4 separate regions of the Mus musculus genome follow, and regions 2, 3 and 4 are each linked to region 1. The links are chromatin contacts, called in public Hi-C and HiChIP or PLAC-seq maps. All regions are on one chromosome and are shown on one strand. The core of a region is the stretch at or near the end of the contact, and the rest is flanking DNA. Distances in the headings are between cores, read along the strand shown.

Evidence for each region. Hi-C and Micro-C count contacts between places; a contact is called where the count stands out from the background. HiChIP or PLAC-seq counts read pairs in DNA pulled down with a chosen protein or histone mark.
Region 2: an H3K27ac HiChIP or PLAC-seq map of acute myeloid leukemia shows a contact between it and region 1, with 4 times the contacts expected there. The contact joins the enhancer-like site here to the promoter of 1700029M03Rik in region 1. A contact is called at or near these places in 1 of 15 datasets of contacts at CTCF or cohesin (large pre-B cells), 1 of 484 Hi-C or Micro-C datasets (colorectal tumor organoids), 1 of 115 datasets of contacts at active chromatin or transcription factors (acute myeloid leukemia) and 2 of 9 other capture datasets (adipose tissue and embryonic stem cells).
Region 3: a contact with region 1 is called in an H3K27ac HiChIP or PLAC-seq map of large pre-B cells, with 7 times the contacts expected there. The contact joins the enhancer-like site here to the promoter of 1700029M03Rik in region 1. A contact is called at or near these places in 1 of 15 datasets of contacts at CTCF or cohesin (large pre-B cells) and 6 of 115 datasets of contacts at active chromatin or transcription factors (T-cell acute lymphoblastic leukemia, Th17 cells, acute myeloid leukemia and 2 more).
Region 4: a contact with region 1 is called in a Hi-C map of natural killer cells, with 6 times the contacts expected there. The contact joins the enhancer-like site here to the promoter of 1700029M03Rik in region 1. A contact is called at or near these places in 4 of 484 Hi-C or Micro-C datasets (CD8 T cells, memory CD8 T cells, natural killer cells and 1 more) and 2 of 115 datasets of contacts at active chromatin or transcription factors (memory CD8 T cells and regulatory T cells).

The regions. Positions count from the first base shown.
Region 1 is chr1:164,958,399-164,965,752 of GRCm38.p6, reverse strand. It overlaps 1700029M03Rik (RIKEN cDNA 1700029M03 gene), which reads right to left and starts at 4,866. Exons shown (of 2, transcript NR_166148.1): 1 at 4,715-4,866; 2 at 2,916-3,253. Gm39692 (a long non-coding RNA gene) reads left to right here and starts at 5,358. Exons shown (of 3, transcript XR_865701.2): 1 at 5,358-5,763.
Region 2 is chr1:164,438,059-164,445,806 of GRCm38.p6, reverse strand. It overlaps Atp1b1 (ATPase, Na+/K+ transporting, beta 1 polypeptide), which reads left to right. Exons shown (of 6, transcript NM_009721.6): 3 at 2,457-2,612; 4 at 4,166-4,350; 5 at 6,425-6,508; 6 at 7,268-7,748. The coding sequence ends at 7,531. Among named protein-coding and RNA genes, the nearest start is that of Atp1b1, 16 kb to the left of the region's middle. Within about 2 kb of position 4,891, at least 49 of the 459 cell types and tissues checked have an H3K27ac peak or open chromatin away from gene starts, as enhancers often do. A contact at or near this core is called in acute myeloid leukemia, where this site is marked.
Region 3 is chr1:164,360,661-164,367,914 of GRCm38.p6, reverse strand. All of the region lies in intron 9 of Nme7 (NME/NM23 family member 7), which reads right to left. Among named protein-coding and RNA genes, the nearest start is that of Gm39690, 54 kb to the left of the region's middle. Within about 2 kb of position 1,289, at least 27 of the 459 cell types and tissues checked have an H3K27ac peak or open chromatin away from gene starts, as enhancers often do.
Region 4 is chr1:164,068,390-164,075,347 of GRCm38.p6, reverse strand. It overlaps Sell (selectin, lymphocyte), which reads right to left. Exons shown (of 9, transcript NM_011346.2): 6 at 6,290-6,475; 7 at 3,107-3,235. Among named protein-coding and RNA genes, the nearest start is that of Gm51665, 8.9 kb to the right of the region's middle. Within about 2 kb of position 2,022, at least 46 of the 459 cell types and tissues checked have an H3K27ac peak or open chromatin away from gene starts, as enhancers often do. A contact at or near this core is called in CD8 T cells, memory CD8 T cells, natural killer cells and 1 more, where this site is marked.

The DNA.
Region 1 (7,354 bases), core at 3,617-6,116:
CTGATCATTAATGGCTGAGTTCATCACCTATCAAAGACCTCTCCCATTGTATATTCAGACTCTACCTCCACCTTAATCATAAGCGTGGATGTAATGAACTGAAGAAAAATATTTCATTGGCCAAATTTTCTTTTAGAGGGGTTCCTGCATTTGTTTGGAAGAAATGCTTTGATGAATTGCCTGGATTGGAGGCTAAGACTTTAGGACATATTCAAGCAAAAAAAAAAAAAAAGTGTTCTCCCTTACTTCTAGGCCCCAAAATAAAGAATCGAATGGGAGAAGAAAGCTTATGGGAGACTGATGGAAGGCTGTGGACTAGGGGTGTAAGGTTACGGATCTTGTCATTTTAAGGGATGTGAGGAGAATTGAACCTAGGACCTTCGGCTTGTTAGACAAGTACTCTGCCACTATATTCCCCGACCTCTTTTTGTTTTCTTTTTTCCTTTTTCCTTTTAACTCTTCAGTGCAGATGCAAGGTCTACGCAGGTTGGCCTTGAACTCATTATGTGGCACAGTCAGGCCTTGAACTTGTCATCTCTCTGCTTCAGTATCCTGAGGGGTAATAGCTGGGGTTATAGGTCTGTTCCACTAGGCCAGCCTCTGATCTCTTAGAATGTTGATGGGAAATTTTTTCCTGAAGTCTGCGGAGCTGAGTGTATTGTGAGCACTGGCATGGAGTTGACACAGAATCTGTGTAAGTACAGGCAGGGACTAGAGGCAGGAGACACTACAAGAAAAAGCCTCTTAGCTCTATAGAAAGAATTTTGAAATGACAAAGCTGTGAAATTGGGTGTTAGATGGCCAAGAGGCTACTGTAGTGACTTTGAGGCCACAGCAGGAGAGTGATTTAATTTCTGGGAGAAGTTTGACATTTTCTCTGTGATAACACAAGCCTTAGGGTTTTACTGCTGTGAAGAGACACCATGATAAAGGCGTCTCTTATAAAGGATAGCATTTAATTGGGGCTGGCTTATAGGTTCAGAAGTTCAGTTCATTATCATTAAGTCAGGGAACACTGCAGTGTCCAGGCAGGCATGGCGCCGGAGGAGGAAGCTGGGAGAAGACTGCCTTCTGGACTGCTAGGAGAAGGACCTTAAAGCCCACCCCTACAGTGACATACATCCTCCAACAAGGCCACACCTCCTAAGAGTGCCACTCCCTGGGCCAAGCATATTCAAACCACTACAACATAGAACTTTACTTCATAATGCAGGGTTATGGTCTCTTTTTATCACCATTATATAGATAGGGTCCCTTGAAGGTCTATATATTAAGGGCATGATGCCAAGAGTAGCAATATTTGGAGGTAATATGGACCTTTAAGAGGCAGGAGTCTATGGAGAAGTCTTTAGGTCCCAGGAGGTGTAGTCTTTAAGGGGATAGTGGAACTCTAGCCTCTTAGTCTCCTCTGCTTCCTGGCCTGAGATAATGAGCAGTTTGCTCCAGCATCTCTTTGCCATGGCTAGTGGGGACTTAGACTAGAGGTCCAAAGTCATGAGGTCCCATTATCTTAGACTGGAACTTTTCCTAATTTCTAAGTAAAAATTTCTACTTCACAAGTAGCCTCTCCCATGCATTTTGTTACAGGGATGGAAAATTGACTACTAGATTCCTTTTATACTGAATGGATCAAACACAGCAGTATTATTTTTAAATTCTGAGTAGAGAGCACACTTAGTTTATTCTCCATGCTTTTCTTTAAGTTAAAAATGTTGCTTTTTTTTTTAAAAAAAAGGAAAAGATATGTAAAGAAATAATATAATTTCCCCATTTTCCTCCTCCCCATCCCCAACTAGAGACATGGTACTAAATAACCACTGACCAGAATGCACATCACCCAGGCTCTTTTTCTTACAAATTGTCACCAAAGTCCACAACCAGAGGAGTGGCGGATGTAGTGGGACAGTTCTGACAGGTGCCCCTGCCAGGCTGAGAACCATGTGGCTTTGTGGAAACTGCAGGAAGACCTTCAGAATGAATGCTTAGAAAAGTTCAGCCCTTTCAAGTGCCTCGTGTGATGGGGATGAGACTCAGAGTAGGGTGAGATCTGACAAAACCATCAGTGTCTAGAAACGAAAAATGCAGGCTGAGAACCAGGGCTGTGGGGTGACTCTCCTCGATTCAACCCAGCCTCACCATGTCATTTATGCTCATAATATGTAGCCTTGGGGGTGTGTGTCTGAATCAAATCAATTTCCATCAATAATTTTCTATTTGATAGCTCATTTGTCCCAAGCAGTGGTCCATTCTGCAACCATAAAAATGAAAAGAGAAACCAGCCATCTCTCTGGAGGAGTTTATGGTCTTTTAAAGGTGAACTTACTGTACTGGAGAACATTCCCTCTGGGGGTCAATTAGCCAGATCATTGTTTGCATCATGGACCACAGAGATTACAGTTTTAGGATTGGGGCAGAGGGTGCTGTATTATCCTTTAGGTTGTCAGCAGCAGGTATGTACTGCAAGCATGACGTCCTTCACTTCCTAGCATGGTCTTTGTCTAGCTGAGGTAGCTTAGAGAGCGTATGCTGCCTGAGTCAGCTTTTAAGCAGTTTCCTCAGAAAGTTTGGCTTTAGCTTGAAACAAACTCTTAGTTTTTGATTTCCCAGGGCTGTTGTGTGTCGTAGGTCAGCTCAAATGCTTGATACCTGCATCCAGGTGAGGAGAGAAATCGAAGCTGGCACTCGGTCAGAGAGTTTCTATTTCCACTCTCTGTTTACAGGACCTTGGGAGGGCACCCTTCTCCAGTTTGTCCGGAGGGGACACCACTTTACATTTTACATGAGGATGACAGAAGCTGGCAGATGGCGTTGCTGACCGAAATGCTCTCCCAAGTCAGTGCAACCCACAGGGCTTATGTTTACTGCACAGGACCTCTTGGAAAACCAAGGACCATATGTTTAGCCCAAGAGAGAAATGACTCAGAAAATATGTTTATGAAGCTTTGAAATGTTAGGACAAGGGAGGATTTTAGAAAGCACAATGTTTAGCCGTCTAATTTCACATGCCTAAAACAGGACCTTGCCACTTTAGAACTTCATGGAACATTTGAGATTATGTTGTTGGTCTTCCTTATCTTGTAGGTGAGGACGGCAGCATCTGGAGAGGTGACATCAGAGTCTGACGAGGTGAAGTCAGCATTGTAGCAGGCGTAGCTTGCCAGGAGGTTAGACTTCTAACCCTCTGTCCTTTCTGTGTTGCTGTATTGATCGCCTCACAGATGGCTAGTAATGGAGTGCATCCATACTCAGACAACTGACAGAATTGAAGTGGTATAAAATGTGTCAGGAATTACATCAACTGCATGAGGTCCCGTGTTTTCAATCTTACAGGATTTCAGAGAACGCTGCAACACGCAGCTCTTCTGCACGTATCTAATGAGCCATGCTTGACTATCTCTCTTAGTGTTGTCAGTTTGACACGGATGGAAGCACACCGCTAGCCTGATAGGATCCACGATTTTTTGTGGAGGGTGATCAGTGAGGTGGTGAGGATGCCCTGGTTGGAGGCCCGGATTTGCCCCAGGGTGACTAATTCAGGCAAGTCGCTTCATCCTGGTTCCATCCAGGTCTCTTCATAAACAAAATGGACACAGTCATGCCCACTGTATCCTCCATTACAAGGTTTTGGGGGGCAGCACATGAGTGGAGGGTTGTGGCACCAAAGGGCTCTGCAGTAAGCATATTCCCAGGCAGGTGGCTAGGGAACTGTCGGGGTGGGAGGGCAGAGAGCAGAGCGGAGGCGTGAGGGAGACTGACCAAAGGTTCGGGTGCCCTCCTAGAGATTCCTGGCACCGAGAAGCTGGGAGAAATGCAGAGGGATGGGGATGGAGGCTCCTGTCAGCTGCAGAGGCAGTGTGTGTGTCTTGAGCTTCCTATCAGCTCTCAGGACTGTAAGAATGGGACTCCCAAGCACCATGTGAGCTTAAATCTAGAGTCTCTCTCTTAGGCTCACTATTAAAAGAAATAAATATAAAATGGGAAAGCAACAGGGGCTAGATTACTCTCTCTCACACACACATACACATACATAAATACACACATACATCATATATATCATGTATGTCACACACACACACACACACACATATGTGGAGAGAGAGAGAGAGAGAGAGAGAGAGAGAGAGAGAGAGAGAGAGAGAGAGAGAGAGAAACTAGAGTAAAATCCTTAGTGTGTCCACATGTGCAAGAGCAAGCCTCTCCATGAGAGAACAAGGGAAACTGGGCTTTGTGATTTAGTCTTCTCTGGTCCTTCAGCATCTGAGCGGGGTCTTAGAGGAGATGGATGCTTAGGATGGAGAATGGATGTACGTGTTTGACTGTTTGTGTCTCACAAATCAATACCTTCTCTGTGCTGCCTTAATGTACACGCTTTCTTTAATGACAAGAGCTAAAACAATCCAGTGTTCACCTCTCCCCTTCATACTGCTTCAACAGATATTGCTGGTAGAGGAAAGGGGCGGAGCATTTCCTTTCAAAGGTCTTTGGAGATTTTCATAGAATTTATATTCATTTGGAGGAAAGTATATTCCTTACAATGTTTGTCATCCATTTTATAAATGCCTTTTGTATCCTTTGGGAGAGTTAACTATCCCTGTAATAGAAAGCAATCTGGATATATTATGGAATGGACACAAAATTGTCATGAATTTTAAGGTAAGTTGTGAGATTTCAAAGAACTGCATACTGACATTGCTCACTTTCATCAAGATCTCACCTTTGGAGGAACTCTTCTTGCCGTTGAGGTTTGTGGAGTATTGCTTTTCCATATTTCCCTGAGAGACGGCTCTCTCTTATCTGAGTAGTCAATTCTGTAAGTGTTGAAGTCAAATGAGTTGGGTTCAAACCTCAGTCAGTCATTTATTAACTGTGTAATCTTGGGCAGGTGCCTTACCCCTGTCACATCCTCGGTTGTGATGTGTGGAGGAATTGTGAGGTAATAAACACCAGCTGCTATCAGACTGCCTCACACAGGGTGAGCACTTGTTATGAGCAATCTGAAGCTATGTTTGCTATAGTGTAGCATGTGAAAATGTGTACACATGTACTGGTATCTGTAAGTGAAAGGCAGAGAGGAAATTTTTCTTTATCAGACAGCACCCTACTCTTGTGAGGCAACTGTAGTTCCAAATTATTCATTTTACTCTCTGTTCAAAATGAACAGTTTTTTTCTTTTTTAATCACAGACAGGAGAGTAGATAGACTCATCAAGAAAAGGAATTGAAGGGCACAATGAGACAAGAGGATGAAGGAGAAACTATTCAGTACTCACTGGGATGGAAATAAAGAGCTCTGCAGTGAGAATCTCAAAAGCTTTGTGACCTAACAATGAGACCTGCGGAGAAGGCAGGGCCCCTGACTTGGGAGACAAACTCAGTAACAGAAACTTGGCAGAGTTTTGACTTCTTTCGACTTGGGACAAAGGCAGAAGAAGTAGTAAAAAATAATTGAAGAGTGGTTTATTATGTCTGTGTTGCAAAGGGGCAGGAAACCACAACTTTGAAGACGTGGAGGAAATGGTTAAGGCAACACTGTGAGCAAGCAACGGTGCTAACGCTGGGGAAAGTGAGGGCAGATGAGGGCAGCTAGGACTGTAGAGTCGCCTAGAAATTAACATCCCTCCCGTTAGGAGAAGCATGCTGCGTGTGTGACTTTGAGAAGTCAGTTACACTGACATTGGAACTTTGCATGAATGTTCGGGACCAAGCCAGATACCAAACGGTAGCAGCAGAAGATGGGTAGAGAAGACTCAGTGTGGGCCCAGAGGTGAACTTCCTTTCAGTTTTGAAATCAACAATGATTTCTCTGATTGTTAAAATATGAGTGGAAGATTCTCATTACTGCGTTTTTGTGAGGCACCCCAAATGGAGTCATTCTTTAACTAAAGAGGCAGTAACTATTATGAATGCTCCCAAGATATTATCTATTATTTATTTCCATTGTTTATACAAAGAAAAAGATCGACTGTGAACCAGATTGTATGAATAGTTATGTAGAAATAATGTGATCGGAAGCATTAAGGATCAGGAACACAGAACAGTTTTCTCAGGGATGTGCATCCATGAGTTCAGATCATTGGAAAGATAATCAGTGGGTGTGGTTGATGTTAAGCTTCTTATTGGACCAGACCCAAAAATCAAAACACAGCTCTCCCTCTTGACCCCACTTTCGCCTTCAACTGCAGCCCTTTATCTCTTAAGTCTCTGCCATGGCACTTACAAGATGAGTGTGGTCTAGCATTTTCCCTCTAAAGGGTTGTCTATGCTGTCACTAAGTCTCCCGGGCCTCTCTGGACCCCCTTCACTAAGTTTTCTGCTCCCCGTAATCTAGTGTGACCTCTCCCTTGTGTCATTTATGATCTCCACCTTGCTTAAGTCAGCTGTCACTTTCACATCCCTGTTTTCTGACATCCACCATCATTTGACATAGTTACTCGCCCCAGTCCTGCATTCTCCTATCTCAGTCTCCAGGACACCACACCAGGCTGGTTTCCCCCTCACTCCTGATTACATCTCCTTTCCCTCACCATGTCCTCTTCATCTTCTAACCCAAGGACTTAGAGAATCCTGAGCTCTCTCTTTGGGATTCTCTCTCTCTCTCTCTCTTTTTTTTTTATCAATTCTCATTGCTTGTGTGTTTTGCCCAATATAATGGCTTTATATGCTGTGCATATTCTGAAGACTATGAAATGATCGTTTCTAACCCAGACATTTCCCCTGGTCTCCTGATCTATAGAGAGCTACTTGAAATTCCCATTTGGGTGTCTACTAATCATCTCAAACTTAACATGTCCTAAACTGTGTTCCTAACACCTCTGCAGAGAGAAACTCCAACATGTCCCTGTCTACCTCAGCTAGCAGCAATACTGTTCCGGGGGCTTCAAACATAGCTTGGGCAGCGTCCTTTGTTCTCCTCATCTATGTCACCGTGCCCCCCAGTTTCCCCACAAACTGTCTAAGTTTCATGTTTAAAAGAGAACTCTTGACCCTTTCTCACAAACCCCTGGTACCACTCTGGTTCAGTCCACAGTCAGCTCCCCCATGGATCACTGCAGTGCCTCCTCTGTGGTCTCCTGGGTTTAGATTGGTTTCCCTGCAACTCATGAGCTGTATAGCAGCCAGAGTGACCTGTTGAAACCTAGGTCAGATCTTCCCATTTTTCCCATGATCTGATTTCTTCCTCAGTCTCTAAGGCCCAGAAAAGTTTTGCTCTGTGCCACCTCTCTGGATTTATCTTCTACCACTCTCTGATTTCGCAGACAAGCCATTTCGGCTTTCAGTGTGCAGGGTGCCTCCTGCTCAGTGTGTGGGGTGCCTCCTGCTCAGTGTGTGGGGTGCCTCCTGCTAGCGGCTCCTAG
Region 2 (7,748 bases), core at 3,642-6,141, 520 kb after region 1:
ATCACCTTGACTTACGTCTTGTTTACAACTCGGCCTAGGCGTGGGTGGCCCTCTAGCTGCCTACCCTATTTGTTTCGGCCCTGTCCCCTTCCTGTCCCCTTGCTGTCCCATGCTGGCCACTGCTGTTCTTTGCCCTCGATGGCTTTCTCCTTGCAGAGGTCAGTGGTTGTTGCTGCTTTGCTTTATAGCACAATGGTAAGTCACAGGACCAGCCTCCCATGTAATGTTAAAAAGAAAAATGTCTAGAATATATTGAGATTGATTTAGACATGAAAAGAATCTTTCCTGACTTAGGAGCTCTTACAGAATGTTTAATCAAGCCAGGTGTGGTGACACACACCTTTGATCCCAGTGCTGGGGAGGCAGAGGCAGGTGGGTTTCTGTGAGTTCCAGGCCAGCCTGGTCTACAGAGTGAGTTCCGGGACAGCCAGGGCTACACAGAGAAACCCTGTCTTGAAAAAAATGGGGTGGTATTGGTGGGGGAGAACATTTAACCATCGTGCCCTTCGTTTATTTAACGCTGCAGAATTTATGAGCTAATTCGGAAATGGCGGCGTTCCTTCCCCCCCCCCCCCCCCCCCCCCGTGTCCTTTAAGCTTTGCCGTTTGCCTTTTGAAGAAGATTCCTTACATTAAAAAACTTACTGTTATCTGAGGTGTTCACGTGCCATGGTACACACACGTGCAGGTCAGAGGGCAACTTTATGGAGTCAGTTTCCCCTTTCTCCCTTTATGTGTGTCCCAGGGATCCAGTCACATCAGTAGGCTTGTACAGCGAGTGCTTTCCCTGCAGAGCAACCTCACCCACCCACCCCCCAAGATTCCTTGTTGTTTGTTTGGTGTGAGACAAAGTCTCACTGTGTAGCCCTGGCTGGCCTAGAACTTGTTCCAGGCCGGCCTGGAACGTACAGGGATCCATGAATGCTGGAATTAAAGGCCTCTGGCACCAGGCTGCCCAAGAAGGTGCTTATCGTCCGTCTTGACATTGTCATCTTGAGCACTCCTCTTCCCACCTCTACTCCTGCTTCCTCATCTTCATCTCCATCCCTTCTGCCATCCTTCTGCATGGCTGTTCACCGAGCTCCTGCAGTTGGGCCATGTAGCAACTATTGAAGCTCAAGGCAGTCCTTACTAGAAAAACTAACAGCTATGGCCTGTAACTTGTGTTGAAGGCTTGTTCTCTAGTGCCACACATGGCGCTGATAAATAATTAACCGAGTTGTCTGTGCATCCACTTGAATTATGCCATTGTCTGCACCGATGTCACCACTAGCAAATGCTGATCCTCCAGGGCAGTGCTTCTAAACCAAGGGTGCTTTGGGCTTAGAGGTTATGCCCAGGTAGGTCTGGAATGGATCCTGTGAGGCTACCTGTTGAACCAGCCTTTGAGGAGAATGGTGTGGGTACCCCCACCTGCCAGGAGGAGACGGAAGGAGGTCAGGTATAGCTCTTGACTAGCAGGCCCCTGACACAAAGTGAGGATGCCAGATGTCACAACAGAAAACACAGGATAGCTGGTTACCTAGAAGTCTGTTGCACAAGAGTGTGTATTCCTACTTAGAGTTGTCTCATGTTTATTTGGAACTGGAATGTAATTGGGTCTCTTTACCTGTCAGTTCTGGGATGGAATGCCATTGTAATCGCCTTTCCAACGCACTGCCCTGGATCTGGTGCTATTGTGTAGTGTAGACCAGGAACCCATGTAGAAAACACTACGAGGGCAGGGGCTTCTGGACGGGAGAGACACAGCAGAGACGGCAAACCCACATCATGTGTCTTGAATGTCACTCTGACAGAGCTGACATGCTCAGACATCTGTACTGGCAACTGCATATATATCTTGACATCCCCCACACCTCCTTAGAAGCTGAAAGAATCTATCCTAGGTTACACGAGCCAAAGGATTGTCTCTGTGGGGCAGTGTTGAGGTTAGAGAGACTGAGATTTTAACTAACTCATTGACATGGAACATGGGGCAGGTGTCGGCTCCACACTTCCGTGCTATTACTGACGGGAAACCACCTGTACAGCGGCTGCTAGCAACGCAGCTTTAAATGTGATTGCATCGGAGGGCACTAGAGAGCCACAGGCCTTGGAGGACTGCACAGCTGGGTTGGGATTCTGGTTCTACTGCTTTCTCTGGCCCCCTCGGACAGAACACTGTGCCTTTCACTGCAAGTGACATTCTCGTTCATAAAACAGGTTAATGCTACTGTGACGTGTTGCCAAGGAAACTGGATGACATTCGATATTACATCACTATCGATACAGTTCGATACCTAATCTAAATGCCATCGGATTGAATTCACCAGGGGAGTGGGGATTTAATCCATCCCGTGAGCCAAGTGGGAATGAGTGGCGAGGGAAGCGTGTTTGTGCGGGGAACGCCTGCGTTTGGCGCCTCCCGGTCGCCTTCCTACTAATAATGACCGCCTTTCTGACTCTTCCCTGGCGTAGGATTGACACAGATTCCCCAGATCCAGAAGACTGAGATCTCCTTCCGTCCTAATGACCCCAAGAGCTACGAGGCCTACGTGCTAAACATCATCAGGTTCCTGGAAAAGTACAAGGATTCAGCCCAGAAGGACGACATGATTTTCGAGGACTGTGGCAGTAAGTGACTGGCTCAGGGATGGATGGGTGCACGTGGTCCCACTATTGAGAAGGACGGGTTGTCGTTTGGCTCCGTTGCTTTAGTAGTTTAAAGGCAATGTCACGGAATTCTCGTTAGAATTTACACAAGGTTTTCACCTTACTTCACGACGATGAGAAAGGGACGCATGATAAGCAAGGAGAAATCATGAAGGAGAAATGAGTTAATGAAATAGCCATTATGACAAGAATAGCCATACATAATATCTTAGTCAGGGTTTCTATTCCTGCACAAAACATCATGACCGAGAAGCAAGTTGGGGAGGAAAGGGTTTATTCAGCTTACGTTTCCACATTGCTGTTCATCACCAAAGGAAGTCAGGACTGGAACTCAAGCAGGTCAGGGAGCAGGAGCTGATGCAGAAGCCATGGGGGGATGTTCTTACTGGCTTGCTTCCCCTGGCTTGCTCATCCTTCTCTCTTATAGAACCCAAGCCTACCAGCCCAGGGATGGCACCACGCACAAGGGGCCCTCCCCCCTTGATCACTAATTGAGAAAATGCCTTACAGTTGGATCTCATGGAGGCATTTTCCCAACTGAAGCTCCTTTCTCTGTGATAACTCCAGCCTGTGTCAAGTTGACACAAAACTAGCCAGTACACATAATATATATCAAATATACAACAGAGAATATGCATTGCTTTTCTACAGCCTGACTTAAAATTCTATGTTCATTTCACTTTTCTCTGGCTTTTTACGTGAAGTGTGAAGAACATTTCCCAGTTGAATCAGTGCTTGTCATGAGAGGAGAATGTACAGCTTCCAAAGACAAAACTGATGACTTCCGTCTTCTCTTTGACCATTTCCCCTCCGACTGGAGGCGTAGCTCCAGAAAATTCTGACCCAAACCTTCCAGCTCGAAAGTATTGACAACCTTTTAAATTCATGTCCTTGTTGTAATGTCCCTGTTTCTGAGCATCGCTGTGTGGGTCTGTGAAAGTGCTGCTGCTGCTGGTGCTGAAGTTATGGTCTGCTTTCCTTCAGCCCTAAGTAGCTAGGCGATCCATTAGAGCAGTGGCTCTAAACCTGAGGGTCTGGGCCCCTTGGGGTGGAACGTCTCTTTCCCCAGGAGTGGCCTAAGACCATTGGGAAACAGATATTTACATTATGATCCATAACAGCAAAATTACAGTTATAAAGTAGCAGTGAAAATAATGCTATGGTTGGGGGTCACCACAACATGAGGAACTATGTGATAGGGTCACAGCACATTAGGAAAGCTAAGAATCACTGCCTTAGAAGAAGAGAAAGACCAGCCAAGCCTCAGTCGCTGCTGTTCATGAAGCACAGCTGGTGAGCAGGTTGGCTTTGGGGTCACGCACCAGTGACTGCCTCTGCTAATACGTCTTTATCTTTTGAAGAGAGCAGACAGCTTGTGGGAAGTCCTTGTCTAGCGCAGGCCTCACGTAGCCCTGTCTCCAGTGGGAAATGATAAGGAACAAGAAGTTCTTTTCTTTCTTCACGGTGCAGAGCCGAACGGTTGGTGCACGCTATGAATGTGTTTGTGCTTTCAGATGTTCCCAGTGAACCCAAGGAACGGGGCGACATCAATCACGAACGAGGAGAGAGGAAGGTGTGCAGGTTCAAGCTTGACTGGCTGGGGAACTGCTCCGGTCTCAATGATGACTCTTACGGCTACAGAGAGGGGAAGCCCTGCATCATTATCAAGCTCAACCGAGTGTTGGGCTTCAAACCGAAGGCAAGCGCTATTTTACAGTCTCACATTTGGGGGCCTAGCTGATGTTTCAGAATATGCTCCCTGGGACTTGTGAAGTGCAGTCCGTTAGGACTGTAACACCAGGCTTAGCCTCAGACACTTTGAGCCAAGGCTAGCCTTATTATGCTCCCCATCCTCCTGACCCCGTCTCCCCAGTGATGTGACTGTGGTGTGCTCACTGCTTCGTGTCCAGATAAGAGAGTTCTTTGCCCACGTGAGGGTTTCCTGGTTGTGTGCTGCTTTTGGCTTGGGTCCTTAAAGGAGCAGCAAGGATATTTCAGAAATGCTGTCTGTTGATCAGAAAGAAGTTTTTTCCCCGAGTGATGATTTCATTACTAAACCTAGAACCTACCACGGTCTCTGCCCTTTGATAACCACACAGTTTCTAACAAGTGACCATTACTTGATCAGCAGGTTGTCACTGTTAACCATTTTGTAAGAAATTCTTTACAGAAAAGAACTGGTGTTGTCTCATCTTTTCTGAACGGTTATTTCTCAGACCATGAATGAAGCAATGCCATCCTTCCATAGGCGTGGCTTTGGTCTCCAGGGTCCCCTAAGGCTGACATGAACACTGCTCAGTTTCTCTTGCATGTCAGTTTGTTTCCGTGATATTTGCTACCCCAAAGGAAATCAAATCAAAACGTGGATTTTCTTTTTCTTTTTGTGAGCTACGGAATCTATGTAGGCAGCCCTGGCTGTCCTGGAACTCTTCAGACTAGGGTGGCCTTGAACTCACAGAGATCCACCTGCTTGAGTGCTGGGATTAAAGATGTGTGCCACCAACACCAGCAGGAATATTACCTTAAAGATGCATCAAAGCTCCTTTATGCAACCAGAGACAGGAACAAGTTGTCAGTGGCTGGCTGGCTGGCTGCTTGTCTTGAAGGATCTCTTGCGAATGTTAGTGTACCTTTCAACAGATATTTAATCTTCCCACAGAGACAAGCATGCAATGGGAAGTACTGTGGTTAGGACTACTACCCCACGCTTGTACTTGACTCACATGGCTAGGGTAATCTAGCAAAAGGAGGAACTGCTGTGGTTTATGAAGGAAGCCCGAAGCCAGTTTCTGCTCTCCCGGTCATTTGCTTTTAATACCGCTCATCACTTTCAGTGGCACCTGTGTCACAGAGCCACAGCCTGGCCCACTGTGTGAGTTCTGTCTTCTACATCTGAATGTCCTGTTCTGTGACGGACATTGACTCCTTCAATATTTTGGTCCCCAGTTAATACATTGCTGCTTCTTATTTGTCCCTCCTACCCAAATCCCCTGCTAGCTTGTCAGTGGGATCGGGTTGTTTTGTTGTTGTTGTTGGAGTGCTGTGACTCATCATTCCCATTGGTGTGCCTGGTTCCTGTCTTCGGAGGACAGATTCTGACCACCTCTTTGATCAATAAGTGTTTTCTATTCCAAGTTTTCAAGGTAGATGTATTGGTAGCAGAAAGCCCCCTAAAAGAGTCAAATCTACACTCCATATCTTAGGTCAAGGCTCAGATGCAGGGCTAACCTGAGTAAGCAAATGGCTGCTCTCCAGCAATCCATATTCATCAGCCTTTGGAGCTAGATGGGCCAGGGATGGAGGAGGAAGGCTGTGCATTTGGCTGTAACTGTTGTTTTCAGACTGCCCCCAGTCTTAGCGGAGGGTGAAAGCCTGTTTGAAGACAGCATTGTTGAGGAAAAGCCCGACATATTTACCCTTGCCTCAGTATACAAGTCCAGCTCTTGCACTAGAGGTGCACTGGACACTCCATGTGGTGACTGCCATCTTAGCAGGCACCCAGTTAGCTTCTCATTGTCCCTAGTCAGGTTTACAGTAGGCTGGCGCTGTGTTAGCTACAGTAGTAGGCTGTGCCACAGCTCGTTTGTAGTGCTCACTTCAAACAGATCTAAGTTGTCTCAGATTGACAAGGTGGATCACGCATTTGCCTTCCTGACGTGTCTTATTATTTCAGCAGCTTACTGTCAACATGTCCATTTCTTTGGACTACAGCTGAGTTTTAGTTTTCAGAAAAAAAAGTATCTTTTGCTGACCAGTGTGGGTTTTACTTTTAGCCTCCCAAGAATGAATCCTTGGAGACTTACCCACTGATGATGAAGTATAATCCAAATGTCCTGCCTGTTCAGTGCACTGGCAAGGTGAGAACGCTTTCGGGGCTACTGAGGGCGGGAGGGGAAGTGGGGCGGGGCAAGAGGAGTGGGTGAGACTCCTCACAGTTAAAGGGACAGTTTTAATGCAAGGAACTACTTTTGGGTGTTAGGCTCCCAAGATGAATCGTAACTATACAAGCTAAAAGGGACAGAACTGTAACTAATAAAACCAAGTTTGTTTACTGGCACAAGAAACACAGGTATCTAAATATCTGAATTTAATGTAATAGAATGTGGGTTTATGGACCCGCAGAGGTGAGCTAGCCCACGGCATGTGTTAAATTCTGAGGCCAACTTTCTTTTTTCACTCTTAATGAATGCTAAAAATGAGTGCTACAGTACCAAGCCAAGAGATGGATGTAAGAAATAAAGGACACATATGTAAGTCTTCGGAGAGAATGTCGCTGAACACTGTCCAAAAGCCAGGGGTTCCTCTCACTGTTGGCCTTCCTGCGAGGCTGAGCCAGCTTAGAGAATCACTTACTTGGTCTCTGCCTCAGTGTCTCCATTTGCAGAGCCCCCTTTCGTGAATGCTTCTTGGCTGCTTTCGGCCAGAACCGACCTTTATCCTGTGGTGTCACCAATCCACGCCACCCACTGCTTGATAGGCTTAGCTTCTGAGAGGTTTGAGGTAGGCACGCCACTGCAGCCTCTGATGGGGTTGAGAGTCTCGTTCGTTAGAGCAAGACGAGACCCATGATGCGTGTATGCCCTTAAAATTAAATTTCATGTCCTTTTGGTTTCCAGAGAGATGAAGATAAGGATAAAGTCGGGAACATAGAGTACTTTGGGATGGGCGGATACTACGGCTTCCCTCTGCAGTATTATCCCTACTACGGCAAACTCCTGCAGCCCAAGTACCTGCAGCCCCTGCTGGCCGTGCAGTTCACCAACCTCACCGTGGACACTGAAATCCGCGTCGAGTGTAAGGCGTATGGTGAGAACATTGGGTACAGTGAGAAAGACCGTTTTCAGGGACGCTTTGATGTAAAAATTGAAATTAAGAGCTGATCACAAGCACAAATCTTTCCCACTAGCCATTTAATAAGTTAAAAAAAGATACACAAACCTACTAGTCTTGAACAAACTGTCATACGTATGGGACCTACACTTAATCTCTATGCTTTACACTAGCTTCTGCATTTAATAGGTTAGAATGTAAATTTAAAGTGTAGCAATAGCAACAAAATATTTATTCTACTGTAAATGACAAAAGAAAAATAAAAAT
Region 3 (7,254 bases), core at 40-2,539, 590 kb after region 1:
TCTAAAATGTTCAACCCATTCACAAGCATACTTGTGTGTGTGTGCACCATACATTTTATGCTTTACTTAATTTCCATATATGAGTTGTTAATAAAAATAAACCTATGGTACAGGGTATGGCATCCATGTGAAGTTTAATAAATAGTTTTGGAGCTAACTACCAGCGACATCCCAAGCCGGAGCTCTTGTTACAGGTCTCCAACAGTTAGCCTCCCCCCTTCGGAGGTGACTGCTTGGCTGTGGAAGGCTCACTCCTGTATGCTTTACCACCTACTCATTGTTATTTTTTATTGATACATAAGGTAAATGAAGACGGGAAAGAACAAGAAGAAAAGACAAGCTAAAGAAAAGGAATGGAGAAGAATGTAAAGAAGGCAAGAGCAAAAGGCAAGAGACTGGAGCAGAGGAAAACAAAAAGATTTCATGGGAAAATGCATAACTAACAGATAAGTATAAGAAGGGAATAAACCAAAAACATATACAAGCCTTTTTAAAAATTGGAAAGAGCCGGGCAGTGGTGGCACACGCCTTTAATCCCAGCACTTGTGAGGCAGAGGCAGGCAGATTTCTGAGTTCGAAGCTAGCCTGGTCTACAGAGTGAGTTCCAGAACAGCCAGGACTACACAGAGAAACCCTGACTCAAAAAAACAAAAACAATAACAAAATCGGAAAGATACAGTCAAAAAACTACTAAAGGTAGATAAGGAGACAAAAAAAAAAAAAAAAGGCTGATAGAAGATTGCTCAATAAAGAAAAAACAAAATTAGACAAGGGCATGGAGATTATGGAGATGACTAAAAAAGATGGATAGAAGACGGTATAAAATATAGTAAATATTAAAATAGTAAAATTAAGTAAAATGTTCCTAAAAGTACAACGGAAAGACCAGAAAGGAGTGCACAGTGTCTTCCTGTGCTTTCTGCTGCTCTGTGCTGAACTGTGCTGGTGACTGTCTGACATCCCCAAAGGCCTTCACTTTGCTAGTTGCTTAGCAGCGGCCTCTGCTGGTCACAGTTAGCTTTTCAGTCCCAGGGTTGGACTGACTGCCCCACCCTTCTGAGTCTACCAATTTGTAGCCCCTGAGGTGACTGTGAGGCAGGGGGTTGCTCCCAAGTATCATAATGTGAGGAATGCAGCCACAGGACTGAGGGCTGCACAAACTCCTGGGCATTAATCATCGTGGAGGACTGTGATGCAGATAACAAGCACACACACACCCCCACTCACACCCGGAGGTTCCCCGAGTTCTTCACCTCTCCATCAGTGAAGCCTACAATAGGCACTTGGCTCCAGAGACTGGTCTAGCCACAGACCTCAGGCTCAGAGTCATTCTCAGTGAATGAAGTCAGCTCCCGGTGCTAGAGGCGAGACTTTCGTTATACATGGCATTGTTTGGATGAGCAGCTTGAGATCTGCATTTCTGGGGCTTGTCAGCAAATCGTAGAATTAGATTGACACTTCTGAAAGCTATAGCTTGTCTTGAGGGCAAGACTCCAGGTAGTGTTCATCAGAGCTTCTTAGTCACACCACTGGTTTCTAACTAGAGCACTCAAAGACAAAGTCCAATGCACGTGTGCTCAGCAAGCCTGTGACTGCAGCGTGCCTTAGGAAGGTAAGTGCTAAAGAAAGTCACAGTCAAGTCCAAAAGTCAATATGGGAGGAACTACACAAACCTCTGAATATCAATGTGGTAGTTTCAAGGAAAATGGCCCCCACAGACTCATAGGGAGGGGCATTATTGGAGGTGTGACCTTGTTGGAGGAAGTGTATCACTGGGAGGTGGGCTTTGAGGTTTCAAAAGCTGAAGCCAGCCTAGTGGCTCACTGTCTCTTCCTGCTGCACTGCAGATCTAGATGTAGAACTCTTGACTACCTCTCTGTCACCATGTCTATATCTGTGCCACCATGTTTCCCCGCCATGATGATAAAAGACTAAACCTCTGTACCGCAAGCCAGCTCCAATGAAAAGTTTTCATTTGTAAGAGTTGCCATGGTCATGGTGTCTCTTCACAGCAATAAAACCCTAAGACAATCAAGAAACAATTCACTAGGGGCCACAAGTGCATCAACTGAGAGAGTGGTTCTGGTACCTTGACTGGGCAGAGTGAAACTTTTATCCTGCTCTCCTGCTCTTTTGTGGTCCCTCACAAAGAGCAGGAGAGCAGGAGAGCTGACCTTAACCCTGCTGGCGGCAGCATTGGGTGGGCTAGCTGGGGCAGTGCTGGAGAGCTTGCTCAGCTCTCTAATATACTTCTAGGCCCAGATCCAGGGGTCTGAGTTGGCCCACCCTAAATTCTACACCATCTGTGAACTGTTGGAGAGCACGAGAGGGCCAGTCCTGCAATTCCAAAGCAGAAGACTTGCCATGACATAGGAGGGCAACAACAGGATAACTGGGACGAGTCCCGGATCCAGTACCAATGGTGTGGCAGAAGCCAGAGGCCTCGGACCAGACCAATGACTCATTGCAGCGAACATTTCCAAGTGAAGATGTGTGGACAGAGGGAAATACTGTGGGACATGCTACAGCTTTGATGATGAGATGTTTTCTACACTTTAATTTTGTCGTCATTGTTGTTTTGTTTCTATTATCTTTTAGGGGTGGGGCTTGCAAGGGTGAAGAGTGAATAAGAAGGGGCAGAGAGATAAGATTCACACACACACACACACACACACAAATCAATTAAAACAAACAAACCAAGCAAACATAGAAGAAGAATCCTGGAGCTGGAGGTAGGACGATGACGCCACTACTGATAGACAGTGCTCTTCCAACTTTGATGAGCCCTACAAGCACTTGAGCTTGTGGACTATGCCTGTTCACAGGCCTTAACCTTGGACTTCTCAGCCAGGTTAGTATCTTCTGAGCTTGTTCAGTAGCTCTAGAGTAGGGCTGAGACATGCATTGGAGGTGTCTGAGCTGTCTCTGTGAACACTCGGTTTGAAAAAAAACTAAACTGAAAACTTCACAGTGGGCAATACCGCCATTTCCCCTGGGAATTTGTCCTACTCAGTATTTTGACTGCAAGTGCATACATCTGTGTACCACATGCATACCTGGTGCCTGTGAAGGGCAGAAGAGGTCACTGGATCCCTTAGAACTAGAGTTGCAGACAGTTGTGAGCCACCATGTGGATGCTGGGAATCAAACCCAGGGCCTCTGTAAAGACAAGTGCCCCTAACCACTAAGCCATCTCCTTAGCCCTTTCATCTCATTTTTTGAGACAGGGTCTCTTATTGAATCTGGAAACTCAAATTGGCTAAGACTAGCCAGCAAACTTGGGGAATTCCTGTCTTTGTCTGTCCCTTACCCCAACACTGGGGTTAGAGATGAACGCTCTGCCATTCTGAATTTTGGTTGTTGTTTTGTATTTTAATGTGGGTGCTGGGGGTCCCAGCTCAGGTCCTCAGAAACAGAAAGACTTTGCTGACTGAGCTGGATCCCCAGGACACTCAATTATTTTTGTTCTGGTAAACATTTGTAAAAGAAACTCCAGTAAGTCCCTTCTCTCACATTTTACTGTGTTTTAAGATTCAAGGGTCACCACTCAGACACTGAGAAGCCATCTGACATATGTGCTTGACTAGTCAGTTGTTCAGCATTTCAGTTCTAGGTATACGAAGAACCTTCTAGAAGAGGATTAACGCCAATGGTTACATAGGTCTCCAACAAAAGAGTCCCATCTCCCTCGCTAGCTTCCCAGGCTAGTCTGTTAATGGGCTGATCATCTAGTAGAGGGAATATCTTCAACCATTTTAGAGCTGATGACACCTAAGGTGCACATGACACAAGACTGAAGGAAAATTGACCTCAAAGACCTTGCAGCAGACATGTTTATCTGGGCACTGCCTGGTTTCCGATCTTCTCCTAGCCCTGAGCACCAGTGCCTGTGTAGCCGCACAATGAGGAACACAGACCTCCCTCCTTCCCACATGGTGCTCTGTTCTGCAGCCTACTTCCTCCCTTCCCTCTCCCAGCGAGGAGCTGGGGCAGGCCCTAGGGAGGTGGGATCCAGGGACCTGCCACATATGACATTTTATTATTTAGTTTATTAAGAAATGATTGTAAAATGGGAAAATAAGAAAGCACTGTCTGCTATCAGAAGACGAAGGAATGGTACATGCCCTGTGGAAGATGAAAGTGCGTAAATTCTGATGTGTAGTTACAACAGGTTCTTATGAGAAAGGAGCAGAACATGTAAAGAACAGGCTTACTGACTGACAAGCCTCCTCATTGACAGACGACATGGGAAACGATGGGAGGCCTTAATGTTTATACAAAATGCTAAAGGATAGTAGTCACCGGAAGTAACTCTGTGTGAGCCGAGAGCCAGCTCTGCATCCTGCTAGCCTGTACATCTGCACATCTTTCATACTCCAAAAAACAAAACAAAACAAAACAAACAAACAAACAAACCCTATGGATCAAAGCCCTTAATGCCTCTTATAAATTCTTCATTTCTAAGCCACTGCCAAGTCTACATCTCTGTCTTGATACTTAGCACACATAGGTGGCCTCTGTGTGTGAATAGGGAGCGAGGTTTTTACTCCAGTTACTTCACCAGAGCTCTCTCTATGGTCCCTGTGGCAGCATGGCTTGTTCGTGGCAAGGAAGGCTGGCAGCAACCTGAGCAAACTGGGACAAAGTGGGTCAGATGACTCTGGTAGACCTGAAATCAGTCCTGGAGGTTTTGGTATAGACTGATGCCATTCCCTCTCACTACCTTAGCATTCTTTAGAGTGCTCTGAACTAGAGGAATTCTAAGTGGAATCTTATTTAAGCATTAGACTCAGTCAGAAGATTTACATTTTAGATCAAATAAAACTATTAAGCAAGATGGTGGACTAAATGCTGACCCGCTGAAGAAGTGCCACATACCTTAAAAGGGAGAAAGAACCTCAGAAATCCATGAAAGGGTGATAGGACAGCTCAGAGACACAGAAAAACTGAGCAGTGAAGCATCATGATGAATGAAGCCACACCAGCTGCACAGTGCACCCCAATCCCGTGTGGGGGTCGAGAGCAGAAGCCTCATCCTGAGCTTCAGTCAGGGAGGGACCATGTGGAGAGCCTGGAGGGTGACAGACAGCTGTACATGGCCAGCTCTGCATCACTCCCAGAGGGCTGAATGGAGCCACATGCTTAAGGCCTTCAGGAACGCTGCGGAGGGATTCTCAACTGGCACTTGTACAAAAAATAACACTTGTACACACACTTGTGAGCATCAACTAATCATCTTTAAAACACTAAGTCGGAGGGTGGTTTGTTGTAGAGAAATCCACAGTTAAAATACTACCAATGTGAGTTTCAAAATATATTTGGGTTTCTAAATATATGAGATGGCCTCTATAATTACTATTAGTAGCTAACATTTTACCACAGTTACAAACAGTACTAAGGATGTCACTTATTTTAAAACAGGCAGGAAGTAGATTCTATCACCTCTACTAAACAGATGGGAAAAGTTGGGCTTTAAGGAGGTCAGGGACTATTTCCAAGATCACAGAGTTCACGGCCAAGCCTCTGAGAGGTAACAATGACTCCAAGTATTAGACACTACAAACCAAGGCAGGATGTCACAACGCTCTTCCCTGCTGCTTACTAGACTCCTAAGTTTCTTCTCATTCAGATGAGAACAGATCTTCTGTGTGCAATATGCATCACAGGCTCTGAAGGGACCCTAAGGTTCCTCATGTCTAATCCATTGCAGTTGCTAGGTGCTTTGACTGCTGCCTAGCAACAGATTTCACTTTCCTCTCTAGTCAGGTGTTAGAATACCTCTGACTTCAAATGATAGCAGACACCGTGACTTTCCATTTCTTTGTCTTTAATAGGAAGGTTGATTGTGAAGGCAGATAATTAAGCACAGAATGAATCTGCTTAGTCCTTCAGCTGTGAGCAGTTCCAATCAATTGAGCAACTGAATAATGGGCTAAAACCATGCACACATCCTCTGAAAGTCTCCAGAAGGGACGCACTGAGCAAAACCAAGTTCATAAGCTAAGAACTTCTTGATTTGGGGAGTTCAAGACAACAAATATATTACCAGAACTTTAAACTTAGAATGTATGCATTTTGTGTTATGTAAGTTAAATCAATAAAGTTGATTTAAAAATAAAAATTAAAAATACACAAGTTAACATTCTCACAACAATGGGAGATTTCAGCAGCTGTTAAAAGTATCCTAATTTCTATTTCATCAAATTCTGGAGTGAATAAGTTTAAGTTCATAAATAAAACTTAGAGTTAAGTATACATGCTAAAATTTGGTATAACAAATTAAAGTCATAACTTCTGGGAAAGGAAGGTTCTATGGAAGACAGATAGTAAGTAATATTTATAGCTCCTTCCATCACATGGTATAGTTACAGTTTCTTCTGCTGTATAACCTAACAACAGTCATAGACAAAGCAGAACTGAATAGCTATGGCTGACCTCCAACAAAACAGTGTATTCACAAAACCAGGCAGGCGGCCCAATATGGACAAAGTGCTGTTTATTGTTTTCCCCTAAAAAATTATGTGTATTTGTGTGTATCTTTATGTGCGGAGTGCATGTGAATGCAGGACCTTGCAGAAGCCAGAGATGTGAGATCCCTCTGGGTGGAGCTGCAGGCAGATGTGAACCACACAACATGCATGCTGGACTCTGGAAACGCAGTACAGGCTCTTTCTGCTGGACCATCTCTTCAGGCCCCATGTAATGTTTTTAAATTCCTGATCTATGACTCTAGAACCGGCTCATGAACAAAGGGGAAGGGGGCAATACAAAGACTGTCTATGTATGTGGTAGAGAGCAAGACTTTCAGAAAGCCAAGAAGAACAAGTGGAAAAATAAACTTTGAGGAAATGAATTCAAAGAGATCATTAATTGCAACAAATATTAATAAATTAAATTCACATACTGTAAGACTACTAGATCTAATTTAAAGACACCAAAATCATTTATATTGAATACATAGGAAAAAAGATATGAACACCCATATGTTCAAAAACAAAGAACATGAGAATAAAGTGAGATGCTATATAACTAGCAATTAACAATTATATAATTAATAATTAACAATAGTCATACATAATGATGACTCAAGCACACACACACACACACACACAAAAAGCAGTTAAAAGAAAAGAAAATCACACAGAACAATAATAAGTATTCTGGCCAAACATTTGCCCAGAAAAAATTTCCAGGAAGGATTCATTTTGAGTCTTCCTTCCAGGAAGGATTCATTTGGGTTTCATGGGGAGCGAG
Region 4 (6,958 bases), core at 773-3,272, 890 kb after region 1:
TGAGAGAGGGGTGGCTTTGGTGTTTTTCAGTGGCTGTAAACTGCTAGTCTAGAATTGTCCCACATAGATGTTAAATTCATTGTTGGGTTAAAAAAAACGGTATTTAAAATGTTTAGGCCATTGCTTGGCACATAATAGACAGTACTCAATTGTGTCTTTGATATTTTAAAGTTCTATAAAAGCTAGTCTTTCAAAATTTTGCTTGTAGATGATATGGACCAAATATACAGATTAGGTAGAATAATCAAGTTTGAGTCCATTTGTACATCTTCACAAATAAATATATGTGTATATATACGTCTACACACACACACTACCTTTTCTGAGATTTCTTGCCATATGTATATGGCAAGGAACAATGAAAGTAATGACAATAGGTAAACAAGACCCAGAATCCTACTGTGGGATTTTCTTGTCCTACTAAGGGAATTTCTTGTCCTACTGAGAGAGTGTCTTGTCCTACTGAGGAAGTGTCTTTCTGAAGAAAAGAGAACTAAGAGAGAATGCATTCAAGTTCATGTTCTGTACTAAACCAGTGTGTTGGGTCAGGTGGAAATTTCTTCCGCCTGAGGAACAGCATTGCCTTGTAACCCTGAAAGCAAGTGCTTTTTAGGGGTGCTATTTCAGAGGAAAGAGCCATTTCTGCCTTGAGCTCCTGCTTAAAGAGATTTTAGAGCTTGGCCTAAAAAAAATGCCATTGCCTTGGAGAATGAGAAAAGCTAGGAGTACCAAGTGTTTCTACCAGAGCACATGGCCAGGGTCCTTGTTTGTGGACCCAGGAGAAGAGTTAAAGGGAATCCAGAAGCCAAGACCATTAGGGCATAGGCAGCCCTTGCACCAGGTCATAGCATCCACCTGAGAGAAGAATGCTTTGTCACCCCATTGGCCTTCATACTCTGAATTGTCACATGTCCCCTTTCCAGTCTGATGAACCCAATAAAACTATAACATGTACGTAATATGTATGGATATAGAATTATTATTTTCACTATGATTCTTATCAACATATCTATTGAACACCTATAGGGTTATCTCAGGGACCTAGATCAGTGTCTCTATAGAAAAAAAGGGACATGATTCATGTTGTAAAGAGTCAATTTATGGCTAAAATGTTTGGAAGACAAAGCCATTCCCTTGCAAGCTTGAGAGATGAGTGGCTGTTTCATGATTGAAGACCATTGGACACAGCATAGTTACACCGAGTTTTCCCTCCAGAGTTAGTGATCTCTGGGAACCGCTACTCTCTTTGGTGGCATAACTGCCACTAGCCCAAGTACCCGTTATCTGTTTCCTGTTTGCCCTACTCAGATTCCCACAGCAGGGGCATGCCGTTTTCTTGTTATCAGTTTGAGATCGTCTACAGAAATGACTGACTCCAAAGTTAAGACTTTAAAAACAACCTACAGCTTTTCTCCTCCCCACTCATAAGGTAGCCTTAACCAGCTAGCACCCACCAAATACGGGTGACTTTGACTAAATTCCTTTGTGGTTACAACTGCCTCTGAAAAAGATGAAATTTGGGAGTCCTTGTCGTCCTCATTACTCCTTGAAGTCACTGAGCTAATGGCCACCTTACTCAGGGAGCATGTGTGATGACCTCTTTGCCCCACCCAAGGCAGCAAGACAGTTGGAGTGAGGTTTTGAAGTCTCAGTAAGAGGAAGAAAAGTGTCAATCTCAGCTTTGTTCTGGTGCCGTAGGCGATACTTAGTATCCTGTGTGATGGCGGTATCCAAGGTCCGTGGAATTTCCATCAATAGAGGAAAAGTTTGAACTGTTCAGTACTGACACGTTATAGTTAGTGCTGTTCCTACATAGCGCATCCTCTATTATCTTATGGATTGGTGGAAAATGAGTCTATCACCTCCTATTTTTAAATTTGGACAGGAGATCAAATCATGGTGGGAAGATTGTCAGAGACGGGTAGACGATTTTCTTTCAGTTGCCAGTGTGGGTGAGCTGGGTGACACAACGTGCACTGGTGAGTCTGGTGGAAGGGAAATCTAAGTGGCCGTCAGCTTCTACCACAGGAAGCAGCACAAAGGAGTCACAAAGGTTACTCATAGTACCTGACCTTAATACGGGGGAATCTTTAAAGCTGCCGGGGTATGTGAATCTTACAGTTTTGAGTAGATCTGCTAGATAAACGTGGACAAATGTGGCAGTGCACACCTCAAAACTGCAGCAGACTGTGGGCCTGTGGCTGGTGCGTTGGTCCGACCTGAAGGCAAAGGCATACTCAGGAGGGAGGAAGGGGGCAAAAGAAGAATGTTCTGTCCTCGTGCAGAGTTTATATACTTCCTGGATGATAGAGAATAAGATTTTGAGGACGCTCTCCTTTCCCTTTCCCTTTTTTCTTCAGGTTTCTGCCTTATTGGATATTGGATATATGTATGTGTATTTCTCTCTCTCTCTCTCTGTATATGTGTCTGTGTGTGTATGCATATCATTAGGATGTGTATATATCCTCCACTGTAACCTAGTACACTATATACGTATATGTGTGTACACTACATATGTATGCATACAAATATAAACACACATATGTTTAAATATGTATATGTTTACACATACATATATATGGTATACTAGATTACAGTGGTGACCTCAGTGAATAGATTCTAGAGAGAATCCACAAGGATTTCTCCCAAGGGCAACCACATGTCAACACCCGGAAAGTTATATGACTCTTAAAGAGATGTTCAAAAATCTTAGACAATCATAGACTCTCTTCCTAATGCTATTGTAGTGCTAAGATCAAAGTTGTGCAGGCTCCCAGAAGACAGTGGCAATGCATTCCCCTTCATACAGAAATAGGACCAAAGAGTTGTTACAGTGTCTCATCTAGCCAAGTTCCTCATAGCAACGTATCATGAAAAGGTCTGCCAACCATGATACATTGTCTGGATTTTTTAAATGGAGGTGTATATAAGGCCCAATCTCTCTAGGGACTTATGCCTACAAAGCACAGAAGTCACTTGGCACCTGCTTCAACTAAATAAGTTTATTTCCTGTGTGGGTCTCTCTCTCTCTCTCTCTCTCTCTCTCTCTCTCTCTCTCTCTTCCACTTGAACACTGTTCTACTTTGATGTTATTGAACATACCTACCTTTTTTTAACCGCCTTGCCAGCCAAATGAGAAATGCCAGCCCCGAGAATGCGGTGACCATGACGGCTACAGGAATGAAGAGGGGGTTGTAGTCACCTTCTTTGATCTTTGAGAAACTTCTGTTTGTCTCTGAAAGAGGAATCAGTAAGGCATATGGCATGAGCCACAGAATTATTCTCTTACTCAAGCTCATGATAGTCATCATTTTGGTCTTCTGATGTCCCCCAACAGTAACATATGTAACAGATGAGGGGAATAACACGGGAAGGCCCACGGTATGCATACAGCTGGACTGGCCTCTAGCCTTCTGCCTATGGGACCACAGTTCTCAGATCTGTGACTCATGGAGGTCCTGGGGATGTATCTCAAAACTCAAACAAGAAGTAGTCATCATGGTGTTTCGTTCCTGGTCTTGTTTAAAGGTTGATATCTGAGCACAGAGAAGAACTAGAAAGCTTACTAAACTGTAAGGAAAATGAAGTCAGCGATCTGAGCTGGGTAACTTGTTGATCAAAGGAAGCTGCTTCTACTACTTACATTGAATGAGATACACAAAAATCTTATTGCTTATATGCCCAGGGTCTGCAATGATATATAGCAATGCAGTTGGACCCCTGCCCTTCATTTCCACTCAAACCAACTAAAAGGCCATTTCTACCCTTTGGATATACAAACTGGGTTGGCTTACAGTCTCTTATTGAAAAGTACTAATTTGAAAAAAAAAATCTATCTTCTGATACCTCCAGGTGAAGGAATCTACTTTTACATATTGGCAACTGTTGGTTTGCTGAAGATGAGGAAATGAAAACTAAGTCGGTTGGAAAGGAAATGTATTTGATGAACCTGGCATACAGCCTTGCTGTAATGTCCTCGTTACCACCTTCCTGCTCCCTGCCCCCACTCTACTCCAAACACCCAGCGATCTTCTTTGACAGCTTCTTCAGGGCCTATCGCTTCTATTTTCTGTGAAGACGGTTTACATTGGGCAGACACTGGTAGCTGCTAGTTCATATGCTAACTTAACAAACAATTATTTTGTCACTTTTTTTTTCATGTACTCTGATGCACGGTGTATACACATGAGGAAGCTGCGGTCCTTCCCATGCACAGACAGATTGGGGAGACATCAGCTTGGGGTACTAGAGAACGGTTCACTTGTTGGGAGTTAGGGAGTCACTAGTGAGCTTAGAGGACGCATTGTTAAAAGATTAACGGGGAAATAAACTTGTGACAGAATAGAAGACATGGGTCATACATAAATATGTCAATGGGTTTACACTTTAAAGCAATAGGAGAGTTGAGAAAGAAAATAATTATCATGAAAGGAAAGCCTAAGAACAGGCAAGGATTTTATAGTGCACAACTGCATATCCATTTGTTTCTTAGGCCACATGTATTGAGGGAAAGGGACTTAAGTGTTTGTTATCTCCTTTCTGTCTTCTGCTAGCTGATCAGCTCCGGCTTTAAGCCTTCAGTATTTCTGAGTAAAATTACTCATGCTGACATATTGGACTAGGACTAGACCAGGTGCCAGATGATCTGCAGACAGTTTTTCTCTTGCCAATTAAGTTGGTTCCTTCTGAGCAGGTGAAGGTACAAGCAGAAGTAAAACTGAAGTTGGCCAGGGAGTGACTGCATTCCACTGTGCCCTGATTGGGTGCTGCTAGAGGTGCGCACTGAGTCACTTCAGGGAGGACATAACACAACAGGGCAGTCAGGACCAAAGGCAGTTTTCACCTTCTTATTACCATTAATTAATCGTGCATAACGATGGATTCCATTATGGCATTTTCAGAGATGGTATACATGTTGTTCTTTGGTCATCTTTGCACCACCCCCTTTAGCCTCTCCCATCTCCCTCCCAGTCTCATTGCCAATCCTAAAGCTTTTTGTTTCAGTATGGTTTTAACTTTTATGGGGGTGAGTAATGTATGTGTGTGCTGCACAGAATTATCTGGAAAGGAAATGGCACATGGTAATGAGCCACATGGCGTGAAGCAACCCAGGTCCTTGAGAGAAGCAAGTACTTTAAAACACTGATTCTTCTTTCCAGCCCCCATTACATGGTTTTGACCAGAGCCTCCAGAATTTATCAATGAAACCATCCATACAAATCTAGAAATTTCTAACTTGTGGGAATTACTTTGGACCGTACTTTCAGACTTGTGATATGGATAACTGGTCAGAGATAGAGACAACAAGGCATTGGCAGCCCATGGTGGTATAGGGTAGCCATTCCAAAAGGCTGCCCCAGCATGGTAACATGCAAGACTTCTGGAAATGTCATACCATACAGTCTTAGACTCAGAAGGCAGACTCTGGCATGGGACATGCTCAGTGATCACAAAGCTTTCAGCCTTTTCCTTAAGCAGCTTTGACAGACACCCCTACTCCCTGAAGCAGGCTTATCACTGATTCAATTCCTTACAATTCAGTTCCATGATGTCAACGATAGATTTTGGTTTACTTTAGAGAATTAAACTAGGGAACTATAAATATAAATGTAAAAAGCCTATCCAGAACTTCAGAGTTACCAGGTTTTTTTTTCCATCATCTATATGTGATAAACCCTGTCAGTCAAGAAAGGATGAAAACCCACTCTATTGCAAATGAAAACAATCAAGAGTGGGGCTTTGTTTTTTGCAGAAGTTGTTATTCTCCTGAGAGCTTACACTGGAGAAAAACAAAGAAAAGATGACTTTAAGAACCTACCAACTGAAGCAATCAAGAAAGACCTGTAAATCCCCTGAAAGAAACTGGTTGGTGCTAAGTTGGCCACCACATAAAATGGGTGTCATTGAAGGAGAGGAACCAAAGTTCAACTAGGGTTCATCAAGGCTTTATGTGATAACAATGAGAGAAAAAAAGATACAGAGTATAACTTCAATGTATTGCTGTAAATCAGATTATAAAATGCCAGATGACTTCAAAGACTTTTGCTTTTGTTTAGCTAGGTTTGGTTTGGATTGGTTTGGTGTTTTGCATTTCATTTTAGTGAGAAAAGCAAAACAAAACAAAACAAAACAAAACAAAACAAAACACTTGAAAAGCATCAAACTACAACCCAACTCTGGTTAAATTATACAGCAACAGAAGAAACAGACTTCTAGGCAAGACTCCCCTGTATTCTCAGACTATAAACACAAGCTTGCCACAACAAAGATCCACTCTAAAGTCACTCACCTTGGCAGATTGGCTCTGGAGATGACCAGTTTCCAGATGCTCCACACTGTGTTTCTGCAGTCCCAAGTAGCTCTCTTCCCTCAGAACAGTTGAAAGCACACTTGGACTGGAAGCTGAAGTTTCCCAAGGGGTGGATGCAGTCCATGGTACCCAACTCAGGGGCCTCCAAAGGCTCACACTGGACCACTTTCATGGAGAGAGAAGCAGGGTTGAGAAGAGTTATGAGGATTTGATTGGAATGGGGCTGGGGATGAATATAATCATTGTGCATTATATCCAAGTGTGATAGTGCCTATTTTTTAATTAATAAAAATTATTTTATTGAATTGTACATGTATAGGTGTTTTGTATGCAAGTATATTGTGTACTATTTCTGTGCCTGGAGCCCCAGGAGGCCAAAAGATGGCATTGTATCATCTGGGGTGGAGTCAGAGATGTCTGTTAGCCACCATGTGATGACTGGGAATAGAACTCAGGTCTGCTGTACGAGCAGCCAGTGCACTTAAGCTAATCCATCTCTTCAGCCCCATAAAAGAAATAAAATTTTGAAAATTGATTTATCAAGTGTTATCTTACACAAGTATTGGAGTAGGGTGGCAGAGTTTCACACCATTTCTTTTCACAGATTGACATTAAACAAATGACATTAAATGTCATTTCCATGGAATG